Regions from separate parts of the Mus musculus genome. Here region 1 is linked to region 2. Evidence: chromatin contacts called from public HiChIP or PLAC-seq data. All regions are on one chromosome and are shown on one strand. The core of a region is the stretch at or near the end of the contact, and the rest is flanking DNA. Distances in the headings are between cores, read along the strand shown. Region 1 overlaps Lmod1 (leiomodin 1 (smooth muscle)). Region 2 has its middle 15 kb from the start of Gm41955.

Region 1 (3,199 bases), core at 675-3,174, 140 kb after region 2:
TGGAATTTTCCTGACAGTTCTGAGGGGAAGCAGAGGCTTTCTAGGACAGTAGTTGTACTTCTCAAAGCTGTGTAATGAGCTGCCTCAGAGCAGGGCACCCATAGGCCACCAATGCACATGGGCACGACTGTGTGCCTGAAATGCTACAGTCCCCAAATGGCAGGGGACCCTCCAGGAGAATCTGGAATCTTCATTGTCACTCCAGGTAGAATGAAGCAGGAGCCTGGAAGGAGTTCACTCCCTCTGTCCCCAGTAGCCCTGGCTGGGGTGTCTGTTTTGCCCTTCACACCAGCTTGAAAGGGAGCTGTTTTCTCAGGGGATTTGTGGCCAGCTCCTCTCTGCCCTCTCTTCTGCAAACAGATAGCACTGGTAGCTTTGGGGACTTGGACTAGGAAGTCACGGGGCAGCTGGGGTCGGAGGAGCAAGGGACCAAGATTTGGGGTTCTGAGAGAATGTATAGAACCAGAATGGAGAGGTGGCGAGGGGTTTGCATTCTGCAAGCAGGACTAGGAGACACTACCACATGTTTCTCTTGCTCTGCTGGTGAAAGAACAGCCTCGATCCTGGAGGAAACAGCTGACCAGGGCCAAAGGCCTGGCAAGCCCTAGCTCTCCACATTGAGGCTGCCCGTGCTGTGACATTCCACAGACCACCAAGGTCAACAGCAACATTGCTAAGACCTGGAAACAATGTCCAACAAAGACAGAATGGGAGACTCAGAGCCACTACTCCAATCTAGAGCTCAGGCTCGGGCGCGATCCGGTTGCTTCCAGTTGGAGAGTCTTCCAAGGCCGCCCAGATCCTGGAAATGCAGGAAGAGTGGCTTTGAACCTCTGAAGCAGGGTCACCTCAGACTTGCTGGGGGAAGAAACAAATGTTTCTGAATTGGAGGCAGTGGTATCCCAGCTGGGGGGGGGGGGCACTGCAGGCATCCCTGCCTCCTAGGCAAGGTGCTGGAGAGGGGGCTCATAAGCAAAGACAATTCCCTTCCAACCTTCCTATGAGCAGCTCTCCAGGGACCATCTACAAACTGGCAATTCCCTTCCAGCCTTTCTATGGGCAGCTCTCCAGGGACCATCTACAAACTTGCTCTTCACAGCTGTGTGGGGCCAAGGAGACACCTCACCATCAGGCAAAGAAAGAGATAGCTAGGATAGAGTTAGCCTGAGCTAACAGGGCTCCACAGTACAGAGCCCTTTGTTCTTGCCTTCAATGAGCTCTCACTTTCAAATAGACAAACCTCTTCTCTCCTGTTCTCTCCCCCTCTGTTGGCACTGGAAATGTTGGCATGGTGGCTTCTCTGTAATCAGATATGACTTTACAGGAAGTGGCTTCAAGAGTATCTGGTGATGGGGACAATGCTGTTTTGTTCACTGAAGTCCTCGGGGGCTGCTTTTAGCAAACAAGACACCATCACATGGCCACAGGCCTGGAGGAAACAGGTGAGGAGTTGTTTCTCACCTCTGACCCCCAGGAGAGGTCCCTTCATGTGTCACAGGCCACCGGAGGTTCTCTATGGTCATCCTTTCCATAGTCTAGTCTCTGTGCATGACTCTAGCTAGACTCCAGACCTACCCCTCCGGGCTTCCTGTAACCTTTAATCTGTTCCCAGAAGGAACAATCATACTGCCTAGATCCCTCATCTGAAGGCTGATAGACCTTCGTCCTCTTGAGTTCTTTGTTACATTTAACCTAAACTCCTTTTTTCTATAGATGATGAAAGGTCAGGTAAGGTCTAGAGATAGCCAGCACCGGCAAAAAAAAATAACCCGTGGAAGCCATCAGGATGCACAGTATTAATCCCACAAACAAAGCCAAGCCACCAGCCCAGACTCCCTCTCAGATAAGTATAAGGAGGAGGCTTGGCTATGTGCAAGGAGCTGGACTTTGCAAAATCCCAGGCCTGGGAGCAGTCTGTGCTCCTTCTCCTTTTAAGGCAAGGTCTGAGCTCCCAGAGCTGAGCTTGCTCCAACATGCCCCAGCCCCATTCATTCCTGCTATTTGGAGGAAAGCAGTGATTAATCAACCTTTCCCCACCCCCACCCAGCCCCGTTTACATTTGGTTCTTTTTAAAGCGTTGGCACACCTCTTGGTAGAGCTCAGTCAACCTAGACCCCAGGTCCAGAGTATGACTGGAGGAGTGGCAGCTGGTGTCTGATAAGGTCAAAGGTCAGGATGTGAGAGGTCTGGGAAGAGAAAGGGTTAAACTGTAAAGATCAGTCTTACTTGAGGGGTTCTGAGTTAGGGGTGGGTGTGGGGGGGGAGTGATCTGTGAGGCTCTGTGGGTGGTGTGGCACTCAGGCAAGAGGAGTGTGGAGCAGGTGGGGCACGGAGCCTTAACCTCCGAATGGGAAAGATCAGATACTCTTGTATTGACTTGATGGCTGCTATTGAGACAGTTGGGCCTGAGTTCCAGATTGCCTAAGCCTGCCCAGTCCAGTTGGTTGTCATCTCTGTGGATCTTAGCCTCCCTTGAAGGGCAAGCCTGCAAGCTGAGCAGTTCGGGCGTTCTGGGGAGGTGTTTGAGCGGTAAACAGTAAGTAGATGGGCATGTCTGGGGAGCAGAGAGAGAAAGAAGGTAGCAGGCTCTGTCCCTCCAAAACTTTGCTCAAGAGCTAGCGCTCTCCATCACGTTCGTGCAACAAGAGGAGGGTGTTAAGGGCCCAGTGAGGTGGGATGGGAGAAGTGATTCCCAGGCTAACCTAAGGAGGTCTTATAAAGGAGCCCTAAATGGAAAGCTGCTCCAGATAATCTAATGGGCCAGACGCAGCTCCCAGGGATCCAGAGTGAGAGTGAAGGGGCTCTGTTCACCACACAACTCCAGTGACATGCAGTACAGCTGTATACTCTCTGGGCTTAAGGTTGAAAGGGGCACAGTCCAAGGCCCTGACTCCCAGGCCTCCAGCCCTTGCCTGCCTGGTGTGATTGTGGGAAAGAAGTCAAAAAAACCAACCAACCAACCAAAAAAAAAAAAAAAAAAAAAAAAACCCAGGACTGGTCCCTACTAGGGTGTTTGCAATGCAGGCACGACCTCTTCTCTCTCCCCTCTGGGAAGGGAGGGGGTAAGGAAGGGCTGTATGGCCAGAGGGTACCATGGACTGTTGCTCTTCCAAACCCTGCCTCTCCCTTGTCCTACACTCTGTCGGGTACACCTGAAAGAAAGAAGCCCTTCCTGGTCTCTCTTCACTGTAAAAAAGAA
Region 2 (3,175 bases), core at 641-3,140:
CCGCCTGGCAAACATAATTTTTTTAAATAAAAAAATAAGATAAAATAAATGGACTGGGGAGATGGCTCCGCTGCTCAGTCAGTGATGTGCACCATTAAGGGCTTGTGTCAGTGTGAAGACCTGAGTTCACACAAAGGCCGGGGGTAGTGACTGACCTGTGCTTGTAATGCCAAACCCAGGGAGCCTGAACCTGACACCGACAGAAAGAGAGTATATGTTAAAGGGATGCTCCAGAAAGAACCAAACGACAACGAGATAGAAAATGGGTTAGAGAAACTGAATCGACATTTTGAAGAGACAAATGACACACCTATGAAAAATAGGGGTGTTTAAAAGGGGGAAATAAGGCAGGCTTGGTGGTGCACACCTTTAATGTCAGCAGTTGGGAGACAGAGGCAGACAGATTCTGTGATTTCAAACCCAGACTGGTCTATAAATTGAGTTCCAGGATAGCCAAAGCTACACAGAGAAACTACATAGTAAGACCCCCGTCTCAAAATGTTTTTGTTGTTTTTGAAAAAAGGGTGGGGATCAAAGTAAAGGAGACATCACTGAACTAAGTCAAGAAAATATCCCCAGACTGATCGGAAATAGCCTTCAAATTCCAGGGTGACAGGACATAGCAAGAACCAAAGCGGTGTTTGGAAACCAAAGTGTCACAGGTACAAGTGACACAACTGAAGCAAGAATAAATCAAATAGTCCTGTACCTTATAGAAAGAGAGAGAACAAATCCCATGATCAAAACTGTGGCCAGGGATAGTGGCGTACACCATTAAGCCCAGCATTTAGGAGGCCCAGGCAAGTGGATCTCTATAAATCCAAAAGACAGCCTGGTTCGTCTGACCAGCCAGGGCTATATAGTGAGACCCTATGTCAAAAATAAAAGAATAGTGTTGTGTGTGGTAGCACATGCACTCCAGCACTTGGGAGGCAGAGACAGGTGGATCTCTGTGAGTTCGAGACCAGCTTGGTCTACAGAGCAAGTTCCAGGAACCAGACTCTGGCTGTGGACAAAGCAGGGAGTCCTCTTACCCACTGAGCCATCTCTCTAGCCCCATATTTCCCCCTTTTAAACACCCCTATTCTTCATAAACTTGTCATTTGTCTCTCCAAAATGAATACTCAGATTCTCTTATCCTGTTTTTCTTTTCATTGTCTCCTACACAGAGAAACTTGTCTCAAGCAAACAAAGAAAGAGAATCGATGTCTGTTTTAGCTTTGGCTTCAGTATGAAGAAGTACTCTAAACAAACAAACAAACAAACAAACAGTTAAGAGCATGAACATATGTGTGCTTGGGGCTACTGTACAGCACTGGCCTTGCATACATACATGGAGCCCAGGGTTCCATTTTCAACACTAAAACATGGAAAAAACCTAAGGCCCTCCAGAGGTGTTTGTTGAGAGAATACAGATGTTGATTTTCTATTTGTGTCTGGAGGCCTCAGGGTACCCACTTCCAGCCTGAAGAACCTCTGGCCTAAAGAGGACAACCAGAACTTTTGCTTTCTCTTCTTTCTCTTTCCACTCCTGCCCCTGGAATTGGCTTGGGGTTCAACCCGAATTTTTGTTCTCTCCTTGTTGAACTGATCCCTGCAGTATAGATTTTCTTCTCTGCAAAAAGGACCGTGGGGAAAGATACCAGAAAAGGCAGTTTCACCTGGTCCCCACCTGCCCTCACTCCTCCTACTGGGATGTTTCCAGAAGGCTCTCAGGGCCCTGTGCTCCCCCAACTAATCGTTTTCATCGGTCCCTTGGGGAGCCTGTCTCCTGGGATAATCGAAAGCAGACCGGAGCAGGAACACTGGTCAGCAGCCCCACCCTGTGCAGTCACAGTTGCTGCAGCCTCAATGACAACCCAGCTGAACCCTTTGTTGGGTTCGTGACTTCAATCTATTTGCAGAGCGCTGGCACCCTGCGCAGCTGACAGAGCCCCATTCACTGGCCCGGGACTCACAGGACCACACCCGCCCACACACAAATGAGAGCAGTTCAGGTTACATCAACCTTGGAACCCATGGCTACAAAGGAGGTTGGGAACTGGGTAGCAGGGCCGCACCCCACCCCCCAGGTTGCTTGGGTGGCTGAAAAACACAGTTTGGCCTATTCTAAATCTCTGGAGTAGCAAAAGCATACGGCGGCCCTGGTTGTCTAAGATATCAGCAGGCAGGGGACAGTCCCACTCACTTTCCCCCAGGGTCCATGGTACAGTGTCACACCAAGCCTGGGACTTGTCTACACTTGTCCTGTGCACCTAAGTCTAGCTTTAGTGCTAGGCTTAGCTCTTCTCTACTATGATGCTCTGGCCTACGGATGCTGTTGCAGACAGCCTTAGCAACTGCAAGGAGTTTTTGGAATCTTTGAGCAAGGTTACCAAGGTGATCCTCACCTGGGCCCAACTTGGCATCACCTTCCTCCCTTTGACCCTTTGACCCTGTGGCAGGTACCTTGGTGTCCTCTGCCTCACTGTTTATTTTTCAGCAGAGCCCTTTGGCTTCACTGCCCAGATATAATCCTATTATATACCATTTTTCACTATCATGACTATACTATCCAAGTCCAATGTAAAGATGGCTTACCAAGGCTTGGGACATAACTCATTTGGTACATGCTAACACAGTAAGTGTGGAGCTCAGGGTTTGATCTATTGTACCACATAAATAGGGTGTGATCCATGCCTGTAATCACAACACACAGAAGGTGAAGACAGAAGGGCCAGAAATTCAAAGTCACCCGCAGTTCCAGGCCACCCTCACCCCACCCCCACCCCCCCAAACTCAAAAACTTCCCTGAAAACTTCCCCAAAATGACTTAGAAGCCAGACATGGCACTATAGCAGGACATCCCTATATAGTCTTAGCACTTGAAAAGCTGACAAAAGATGATCAGGTTCAGCCTGGGCTATATGTAGTGACAACCTATCTCAATGGAAAACAGACCAAACCAAACAGCAGCAGCAGCAGCAGCAACAACAACAACAACAGCAACAACAACAACAACTACAAAACGAAACAACAAAAAAGAAAGAAAGAAAGAAAGAAAGAAAGAAAGAAAGAAAGAAAGAAAGAAAGAAAGAAAGGAAGGAAGAAAGGAAAGAAGGAAGGAAGGAAGGAAGGAAGGAAGGAAGAAAGAAAGAAAGAAAGAAAGAAAGAAAGAAAGAAAGAAAGAAAGAAA

Evidence for each region. HiChIP or PLAC-seq counts read pairs in DNA pulled down with a chosen protein or histone mark.
Region 1: an H3K4me3 HiChIP or PLAC-seq map of embryonic stem cells shows a contact between it and region 2, with 29 read pairs. The contact joins two enhancer-like sites. A contact is called at or near these places in 1 of 39 promoter capture datasets (pre-B cells), 1 of 15 datasets of contacts at CTCF or cohesin (pro-B cells), 2 of 484 Hi-C or Micro-C datasets (bone marrow-derived macrophages and embryonic stem cells) and 9 of 115 datasets of contacts at active chromatin or transcription factors (bone marrow-derived macrophages, embryonic stem cells, pancreatic cancer cells and 2 more).

The regions. Positions count from the first base shown.
Region 1 is chr1:135,357,272-135,360,470 of GRCm38.p6, forward strand. The region is part of intron 1 of Lmod1 (leiomodin 1 (smooth muscle)); the gene reads left to right. Among named protein-coding and RNA genes, the nearest start is that of Shisa4, 16 kb to the right of the region's middle. Within about 2 kb of position 1,925, at least 44 of the 459 cell types and tissues checked have an H3K27ac peak or open chromatin away from gene starts, as enhancers often do. A contact at or near this core is called in embryonic stem cells, where this site is marked.
Region 2 is chr1:135,215,876-135,219,050 of GRCm38.p6, forward strand. No RefSeq gene overlaps it. Among named protein-coding and RNA genes, the nearest start is that of Gm41955, 15 kb to the left of the region's middle. Within about 2 kb of position 1,891, at least 35 of the 459 cell types and tissues checked have an H3K27ac peak or open chromatin away from gene starts, as enhancers often do. A contact at or near this core is called in embryonic stem cells, where this site is marked.